Regions from separate parts of the Sus scrofa genome. Here region 2 is linked to region 1. Evidence: chromatin contacts called from public Hi-C data. All regions are on one chromosome and are shown on one strand. Each heading gives the region's core, a stretch centred on a gene start, on an enhancer-like site or on the middle of the called end of the contact. The rest is flanking DNA. Distances are from core to core; before and after follow the strand shown. Region 1 overlaps LOC106507813 (a long non-coding RNA gene). Region 2 overlaps GPAT3 (glycerol-3-phosphate acyltransferase 3).

Region 1 (4,189 bases), core at 890-3,389:
CGGCGTTGCCGTGAGCTGTGGTGTAGGTTGCAGACGCGGCTCGGATCCTGCGTTGCTGTGGCTCTGGTGTAGGCCAGTGGCTACAGCTCCGATTTGACCCCTAGCCTGGGAACCTCCATATGCCGTGGGAGCGGCCCAAAGAAATAGCAAAAAGACAAAAAAAAAAAAAAAGAAAAGAAGGGAGTGGGTTTTTTTTTTTTTTTTTTTTTTTTGTCTTTTTAGGGCCCCACCCATGGCATACCAACGTTCCCAGGCTAGGGGTCCAATTGGAGCTGTGGCTGCTGGCCTACACCACAGCCACAGCAACAAGAATCCAAGCCGTGTCTGCAACCTACACTCCAGCTCACAGCAACGCCAGATCCTTAACCCACTGAGCAAGGCCAGGGATCAAACCTGCAACCTCATGGATACTAGTCGGGTTCATCAACCGCTGAGTCACAATAGGAAATCAAGGGAGTGATTTTAAAGTAAGAATCCAGTTGCGTGGAGGGGGCAGGAGAGGGCAAAGAAGGCTCAGGTGTTGCCAGCCACGCTGATGAGGAGACAAAGTGAGAAAGAAGAACCAAAGGACATACAATGTCCATAAGGTAGGAAAGCAATGAAAACTCCACCGCAAACCACTAGACTCACAGAAAACAAGGGATGAGGAGTGGCAGCACATTTGAAAAATACAGCAGTAAAATATTTATGGGAGAAATGTCTTCAAAGTGTAGCAAGTGTGGCTCCATCTCTCAAACTGTGGGCCTTAGGTGGGCCCCCTCAGCTCCGCGGACCTCACTTCTCTCCATCTGAAAATGAGGATGAGAATTTTTACTGGTAGAGCTGGAGTCCCTGGTACACAGAACACACAGCAGCAATGACTGTTGCACCTCGAAGAGTAAGAAAGGCATACCTGGCTGGTCACCAATTCTTGGTGGTGTGGCTCAAACAGATCCACCTGTTGAAGCCACAGCAGGTCAAGTTCCTTTCCCTTCCAGGAAATTACATGAATCTAGTGGAGGGGGCAGTGAGGAAGGCAAGGAGAAACACCATCTCCCTCACCCTTATTTGAACTCAGGCGTTTCTAAATAATGCCGAGCACTTCTCCTGGCCACTGGCAAATCGGCCAACATGGCAGGGGCCACATCTAGCCCCTCCGCAAGGAGCCCCAGTGGGCAGCCGCAGAACCCAGGGCTCAAAAGCCTGACTCACCAGCCCTGGCCGCCCTCCACCCTCACCACCAAGAGAAGGTAGGGACATCTAGCCTGAGACCAGAGAAAGATCTGCTGGCAACCTTAGCACCTGCACCAAGGACACACCCACAGGCAATCGGCCCACCCAGGTGAAAAATTAACATTTGTTCCTTCCCAATCAGAGGGTCCTGGGGAAAGGTTCTAATTCAGTGACCACTGAAGGAATGAATGAATCAATGTCTCTAAGCTTTTGTTCAGAAAGTTGGGCTACAGATATAGGACAGGTGATTAGCCAGCAAAGTATTTTGAACTATTCCAGAAGATCCACTCTCTTAATTTCATCTGTAAGTATGACAGGAGTAGAACAAAATCTCCTGAATTGGAATTTATCAGGAGCAGAAAGAAGGAAGAACTTTAAAACCTGTGGCCTGGGGGGTGGGGGGATGTGCCTGGGCTGTGGGATGGAAATCCTGTGAAATCAGATTGTTATGATCATTATACAACTACAGATGTGATCAATTCATTTGAGTAATAAAAAAATTTTTTTTAAGTAGAAAAAAAAATAAATAGATAATAAAAAAAATAAAACCTGTGGCCATGTAGCAATTTCCCATTAGTTTAAAAAAAAAAAAAAAGTTGCCAATACGTTATTTACTTTCTTAGCAGATGCAGTTGAACTTTTAGCCTCAGACTTTGGCTTGTGTCTAGGAAACTGAATTTTCTTCTAATGATGCAAGCAATTATTTGAGGAGACCACTTTAGAAGGAAATGAGATCAGTACTAGGAAATAAATGCTTCTTTCTCCAAAGCAAATCTTACCAGAATTCACATAACCACTTGAAATGCTTACACTTAAAAAAAATTCTGATCTGGCGTCACTTCAGTGACTACTATGCCTTTGTTGGCTGAATGGCTTATGCTGCCAAGACACAAGACTTTGATCCAAAACCACCCCAACAACGTGTTAAAAATAGCAAAGCAAAATGAACCGAGCAGAGGCAAAGCCAGGCTGAGTGTTGAAAGAATCACACTATAAATAGAAGAAAATAAAAGATCAAGAGAAAACAAGGTCAGAGAAAAACACCGAAATGTTTTTCTTTAACACAGATGGCAATCCCCAGGGCACAGTGAGAAAATGGGTTACTTTTTACAGGGCTTTATTGCAGGCTGTCATGGTTTATGCATTCTGAGTTTCTGCCGGTTGTTCTTCTGCAAAGCATCGCTCTCTCTCCTGACAACAGGAGTTTGTTTACAGAAGAAAAGCGCTGATACCTGCCTCCTCAGCTCCCCCTCAAAGTCTAACTAGGCACTGCAGAACCGCTAACTCCCAGGATTACTAAGCCCCTTTGAAAGTCTGTTCAATGATCCCCTTTGTGCTGGGAGTCGGAGTGGTGGGTCCACAGCCACGTCTAACATCCGCGGCCTAAGGAAATGCGTGTGTTTGCTGCTGAGGATGGAGGCCTCCTTCAGGCCACAGGGTAGAATCAGGCAAAGGTTACTAAGGAAAGGGCGTTCCCCTGCTGGCTCAGTGGGATAAGAACCCAGCTAGTATCCATGAGGATGCGGGTTCTATCCCTGGCCTCCCTCAGTGGGATCCGGCGTTGCCGTGAGCTGTGGTATAAGTTGAGGATGTGGCTCAGATCCTGAGTTGCTGTGGCTGTGGTGTACGATGGTGGCTGCAACTCCAACTCAACCCCTAGCCTGGGAACTTCCATATGCTGCAAGTATGGCCCTAAAAAGAAAATAATATAATAATAATAAACAATGACAGGGAGTCCTTATTGTGGCACAGTGGAAACAAATCCGACCAGTATCTGTGAGGATACAGGTTTGATCCCTGGCCTTGCTCAGTGGGTTAAGGATCCGGCGTTGCTGCAAGCTGCAGTGTAGGTTGTGGATGCGGCTCAGATCTGGCTTTGCTGTGGCTGCAGCTCTGATTGGATTCCCAGCCTGGGAACTTCCATATGCCATGGGTGCAACCCTAGACAAGACAAAAAACAAAGCAAAACAAAAAAAAGCAAAATACATAAATAAACAATGAGAGAGATTCAGGGCCTCAAATGCTCTTTTTCTCCATCTCACTCTAAAAAGGGAGAGGGAGACTTCTGCAAGTCTCCCTCCAGTTTCTCTGAGTTTGTGCTAACACTGCCCTGCCTCACACCGTCTGGGGCAACACACACACTGCTCTTTCTGCCTCAGACAGGTGTTCTACACCCGGCAGGAAGCTGCCAGAAGCTCCTGGGCACAATCACCTACCTTAGCTGGACTCAGGTTTAATTACACTAATACTTAATTAGCTTAATAGTTGATGCTGTCCAAAAAAGTGTCTGAGGGAGACATTTAAATCCTGTAAACATTCAACAAGGTTTATTGGACTTTCTATTTAAACCTTAAAATTAGGCCTTAATTAACTGAAGGGGGAAATGCCTTTAAAATGCACATTCATTGCTCCAAGGCCAGGCTTTCATTTTTGTCCCACAGGTCCTACGTTTTCACAGGGTTGCCTCAGAGTGACGCAGTGGAGGCTAAGGGAGATGAATGGGCCTCTGGGCCTTCAGAACTCCGTCCCTGATCCAGTGAAAGTATTATGTTTTGGAGTTCTAACAGAAATTTGAGTTGGGGAAAAAAAAATTCCCTAGCTAAAAAAAGTGCTAGTGGAGTTCTCTTGTGGCACATCAGGTTAAGGATCTGGTGTTGTCACTGCAACAGCTCAGGTCACTGCTGTGGGGCAGGTTCGATCCCTGGCCTGGAGACTTCCACGTGCCCAGGGCATGGCTGCAAGATTTTTTTTTTTTTAATAAAATTGAAAAAGTGCTTATATATGTACACATAGTATACACACACATTTACAAAATCATTTGTTTTAGGACTGTTTCATTTTCAACATACTATAGCCGAAAACTTAAACTCTAAATGCAAACCCATCTAGCTTAAGTAAGGGGAAAGGATTTTATCAACTACTGTATCTGTTATTCCATAGGGTTTCCGGCTTCGGGCATTAGTGAATGAAGGGTATC
Region 2 (4,189 bases), core at 908-3,407, 69 kb after region 1:
CATCTGAAATAATCCTGCAAAAGCTATGCACACTGTGGTATATGGAATGACTGGCCAGCTGGGACAGGCTGTATAGCACAGGGAACTCAAGCCAGTATTCTGTGATGGTCTGTGTGGGGAAAAACCTGAAAGAGAATGGATGTGTGTACATGTATAATTGAATCACTTTGCTGTACAGCAGAAATTATCACAACATTGAAAATCAACTCTATTTCAATAAAATTTTTTTTTAAATGAAAGAAAAAGAATAAAGAAAAGTGTAAGGAAATATACCAAGATGTGCTTTGCTCTTTTCTCCTTTATGTATTTTGCATGCACCTCCAAAATTATCTACCATTCATATCATAGGTCAAAAGCTGCAAGTGACCTCTTTTTACAGCGCTCAGGAAAATCCCAATGTCTATTTTTCTAGCTTAGAAAAGGAACAATTAAAATATTACTTAGACGAGAGATAATATAAGAAAAGGAATGTTGGGAGTTCCCACTGTGGCTCAGTGGTAACAAACCTGACTAGTATCCATGAGGACTCGGGTTCGATCCCAGGCCTCACTCAGAGTGTTAAGGATCTGGCATTGCCATGAGCTGTGCTGTAGGATGCAGATGCAGCTCAGATCTGGCATTGCTGTGGCTGTGGTGTAGGCCAGCAGCTATATACAGCTCCGATTGGACCCCTAGCCCAGAAACTTCATATGCTGCAGGTTGAGCCATAAAAAGACAAAAAAAAAAAAAAAAAGGGAATGTTTACATATGTGTGACTGGATCACTTTACAGCAGAAATAGGTACAACCTTGTAAATCAACCAGACTTTAATAAAAAAAAAAATTTTAACTAAAAAATAAAATATTACTTAGATGATTATAATTCTAGAAGCTAACAATGTTTAAAAAGACTTGATTTGGGGAGGTGGGAGAAGAGTGAAACAAGAGGTAAAGGCATTGTGGTAACTACAATTAGGACTTGGGAACCCCTGAAGGAGCAAAGAGACAGAATTTATTAAATATGTGAAGGCAAAAACCTGTTTCTGCTAAGCTTAGAAAAGATTAAAAAGAGAGGTCAAAAAAATTTTTTTTCAAATAAATAAGGAAGCAAATGATAGAGAATAAAGAACCTAAAACATGTACATGATGGTCAAGGAGTAACACATGATCTGACTACGTCAGGTGCCCACACAACATCCCAAAGATTAAAGTAGGAACATGACGTTATGCTTAGAAAACAGCCTATAAATAGAGGCCTAATCTTCCCAGCTTCGAGTGGCAAATCCCAAATGATAACAGGCTCAGAGTCTTAAACTGGCTGCATTCTTTTCTCTTCCTTGATGAACTGGGGAAGGAATTCTCAAGCTCTAACCTCCCACCTTTTCTCAATAGAGGTAAAGGTTTATTTTCCATAGTTTTTCATTTAAAAGTCTATTATCAGTTGTTAAGTAGACCAACGATACGATGAAAATAAAATTTTGTAAATAATCAATCACCCTTATTCTGGAGTTCACTTTTTTTTTCTATTGTGGGTGTGTGATCTTTATATTTTACAATTTTTTCCCATCTTTTTGCCATTTATTGGGCTGCTCCCGTGGCACATGGAGGTTCCCAGGCTAGGGGTTGAATCAGAGCCTTAGCCACTGGCCTACACCCAGACACGGCAATGTGGGATCCGAGCCACCGCTGTGACCTACACCACAGCTCACAGCAATGCTAGATCCTTAACCCACCGAGCGAGGCCAGGGATCGAATCCCCGACCTCATGGATACTAGTCGGGTTCGTTAACTGCTGAGCCTCGATGGGAACTCCCTGTATTTTATATAAATGATATTTCCCTTAGACGAAGACAATTAGTCCATGCTCATATGATGGAAGATATTGGTATTCTGTGGCTATTACGTGCTTAAGTGTATCCCCCACCCTTCTGAAAGATATTCATGTGTTGAAGCCCTAACCCCAGCCCCCTCTGAATGTGACTCTACTGGAAATTGGCCATTAAAAAGGTGACTAAGTTTAAAATGAGGCCCTTAGGGTGAAGTGTCCTTAGAAGAGGAAGAGAGCCAGGGCCTGTGCAGAGGACACAGCAAGACGGCACCATCTACAAGCCGAGCGGAGAGGCCGAAGCAGAAACCCAACCTGCCAATACCCTGATCTTGGACTTCAGCCTCCAGAGCTGTGAGAAAATAAATGCTCATGGTCTAAGCCGCCCAGTCTGCGGAACTTCCTGGCGGCAGCACACTCATGCCAGGGCCGTCCTCCAAAAGCACGAGGCGCTCCAAAGAGCTCCCTGTCCCATCATCACACACGTTTCAGAAAACAGATCCTCTCCTGAAATGCTAACGCCAAAGTCTGTTGCAGTGCTGGAGACCAGCAGGTTTTAAGTCACCTAGTGCCAAGGGGAATCTGGACAGGAAACCCCAATTTCCGTCTCGGGGGCCGACTCTCCAGTGAAAGTGACCAAAGGCCCACATTCTGAAGCCCAACATGCAGACGTACACACGACCTGCAGCTGTGCCACTGCCTTGCTCTCACCCTTTCAGACAAGATCTCAACCTCCCGTGGCCTCAGTTTCATCATCTCTAAACAGCATCAAGGTGGTTGTAAAGATGAAAGGAGATAGGGAGTTTCCGTCGTGGCGCAGGGGAAACGAATCCGACTAGCATCCCTAAGGACACAGGTTTGATCCTAGGCCTCGCTCAGCAGGTTGGGGATCCAGCATTGCTGTGAGCTGGGTGTGGGTCAAAGATAAAGCCCGTATCCCGCATTGCTGTGGCGTAGGCCGGCAGCTATAGCTCTGATCTGACCCTTAGGCTGGGAACCTCCATATGCTGTGGGTGTGGCCCTGGAAAGCAAAAAAAAAAAAAAAAAGATTAAAGGAGATAACCTAGCCAAGGACCACCACACAATCGGTCATATGGTAGAAAAATGTTGGCGTCCTCCTCCTTCCCCACGTCCCGCTTTATGTGGGCACCAAAATGATCAGTTTTTTCCAGACCATCAGTGCATCTCCCAATTAACAGCTGTTTCTCTTTTACCACACCAGCCTCTCTAGCTGATCAGGTAAGCCCCAACACAGAGGCAGAAGTTCTCTTCAGAGGTTCTAACTCCCTCGAGGTACCACAGGACAGACACATCTGCCTCAAGGTACCATGAAAGCAGCAGCTCTGTCTGCAAAGGGCCCTGAAGATAACAGCTTCTAACACGCCCAGATCCCCCTACCCCATATCACTCCCCTACTAAGGAGAGTGACAGCTTTCATTCAGATTTTCACTCCTCCTAATTTCAGAATCCTCGTGGAAGGAAACAAGTAGCTGTCCACAATTCACTGAGAAGAAAGGGTTTAGTCTAATTTTTAAAGTTTAGGCCAAAAGCTGTCAAAAAAGTGACACTGTCACCTAGACAATTCAACTTTCAGTTTTCATACTAAAAAGACATTTAAGGAGTTCCCATCACGGCGCAGCAGAAACGAATCTGACTAGGAACCATGAGGTTGCAGGTTTGATCCCTGGACCTGCTCAGTGGGTTAAGGATCGGGCATTGCTGTGAGCTGTGGTGTAGGTTGCAGACACTGCTCAGATCTGGCATTGCTGTGGCTGTGATGTAGGCCGGTGGCTACAGCTCCAATTGGACCCCTAGCCTGGGAACCTCCATATGTCATGGGAGCAACCCTAAAAAGACCCTCCCCCCAAAAAAAAAGAAGAATTGACTAAGGAGAGGGAAAGGAAAAATGTATACATTTACATAAAAATTCAAAAGGTAAGGTCTACTCAAACAACCGCTGGCCATCATCTGTAGCAAGAGAGCAAAGGGTCTCTCCCAGACGCTGTCATCCTGACAGCGCAAGAATTCAGACTCTAGATTTAAATTAAAATCCTGATCCTACCACTGGCAGCTGCATGCCACCACCCAGACAAATCACCTCTCTGTCAACAGGAATAGTGACAGACCCATCCCAGAGAGTTGCTATAGAATTAAGTTAACTGAAAAGCATATTGCTTTAGTAGCTTTTCTTTGACTTTCTGTCATAAACAGCCAAGGCCTTCCAGTAGGTTTATTGTATTTCTAACCCCAGGGATAATACCTAAGGGTTATAATAACCGAGGGCTTAACCACCTGAGAATTATTCACACACCTTTTTAAAAAGATGGAAAACTAACTAGTGGATGGAGGAGTCAGTAAGGGGAAGAATAATAATTGAAAAGAAAGG

Evidence for each region. A called contact is a pair of places that touch in the nucleus more often than the background predicts.
Region 2: a contact with region 1 is called in a Hi-C map of skeletal muscle, with 1.7 times the contacts expected there. The contact joins two enhancer-like sites. A contact is called at or near these places in 9 of 47 Hi-C or Micro-C datasets (alveolar macrophages, embryonic fibroblasts, fetal heart ventricle and 3 more) and 1 of 2 datasets of contacts at active chromatin or transcription factors (skeletal muscle).

The regions. Positions count from the first base shown.
Region 1 is chr8:134,897,997-134,902,185 of Sscrofa11.1, forward strand. All of the region lies in intron 1 of LOC106507813 (a long non-coding RNA gene), which reads right to left. Among named protein-coding and RNA genes, the nearest start is that of GPAT3, 100 kb to the right of the region's middle. Within about 2 kb of position 2,140, at least 12 of the 83 cell types and tissues checked have an H3K27ac peak or open chromatin away from gene starts, as enhancers often do. A contact at or near this core is called in skeletal muscle, where this site is marked.
Region 2 is chr8:134,967,079-134,971,267 of Sscrofa11.1, forward strand. The region is part of intron 2 of GPAT3 (glycerol-3-phosphate acyltransferase 3); the gene reads right to left. Among named protein-coding and RNA genes, the nearest start is that of GPAT3, 33 kb to the right of the region's middle. Within about 2 kb of position 2,158, at least 3 of the 83 cell types and tissues checked have an H3K27ac peak or open chromatin away from gene starts, as enhancers often do. A contact at or near this core is called in skeletal muscle, where this site is marked.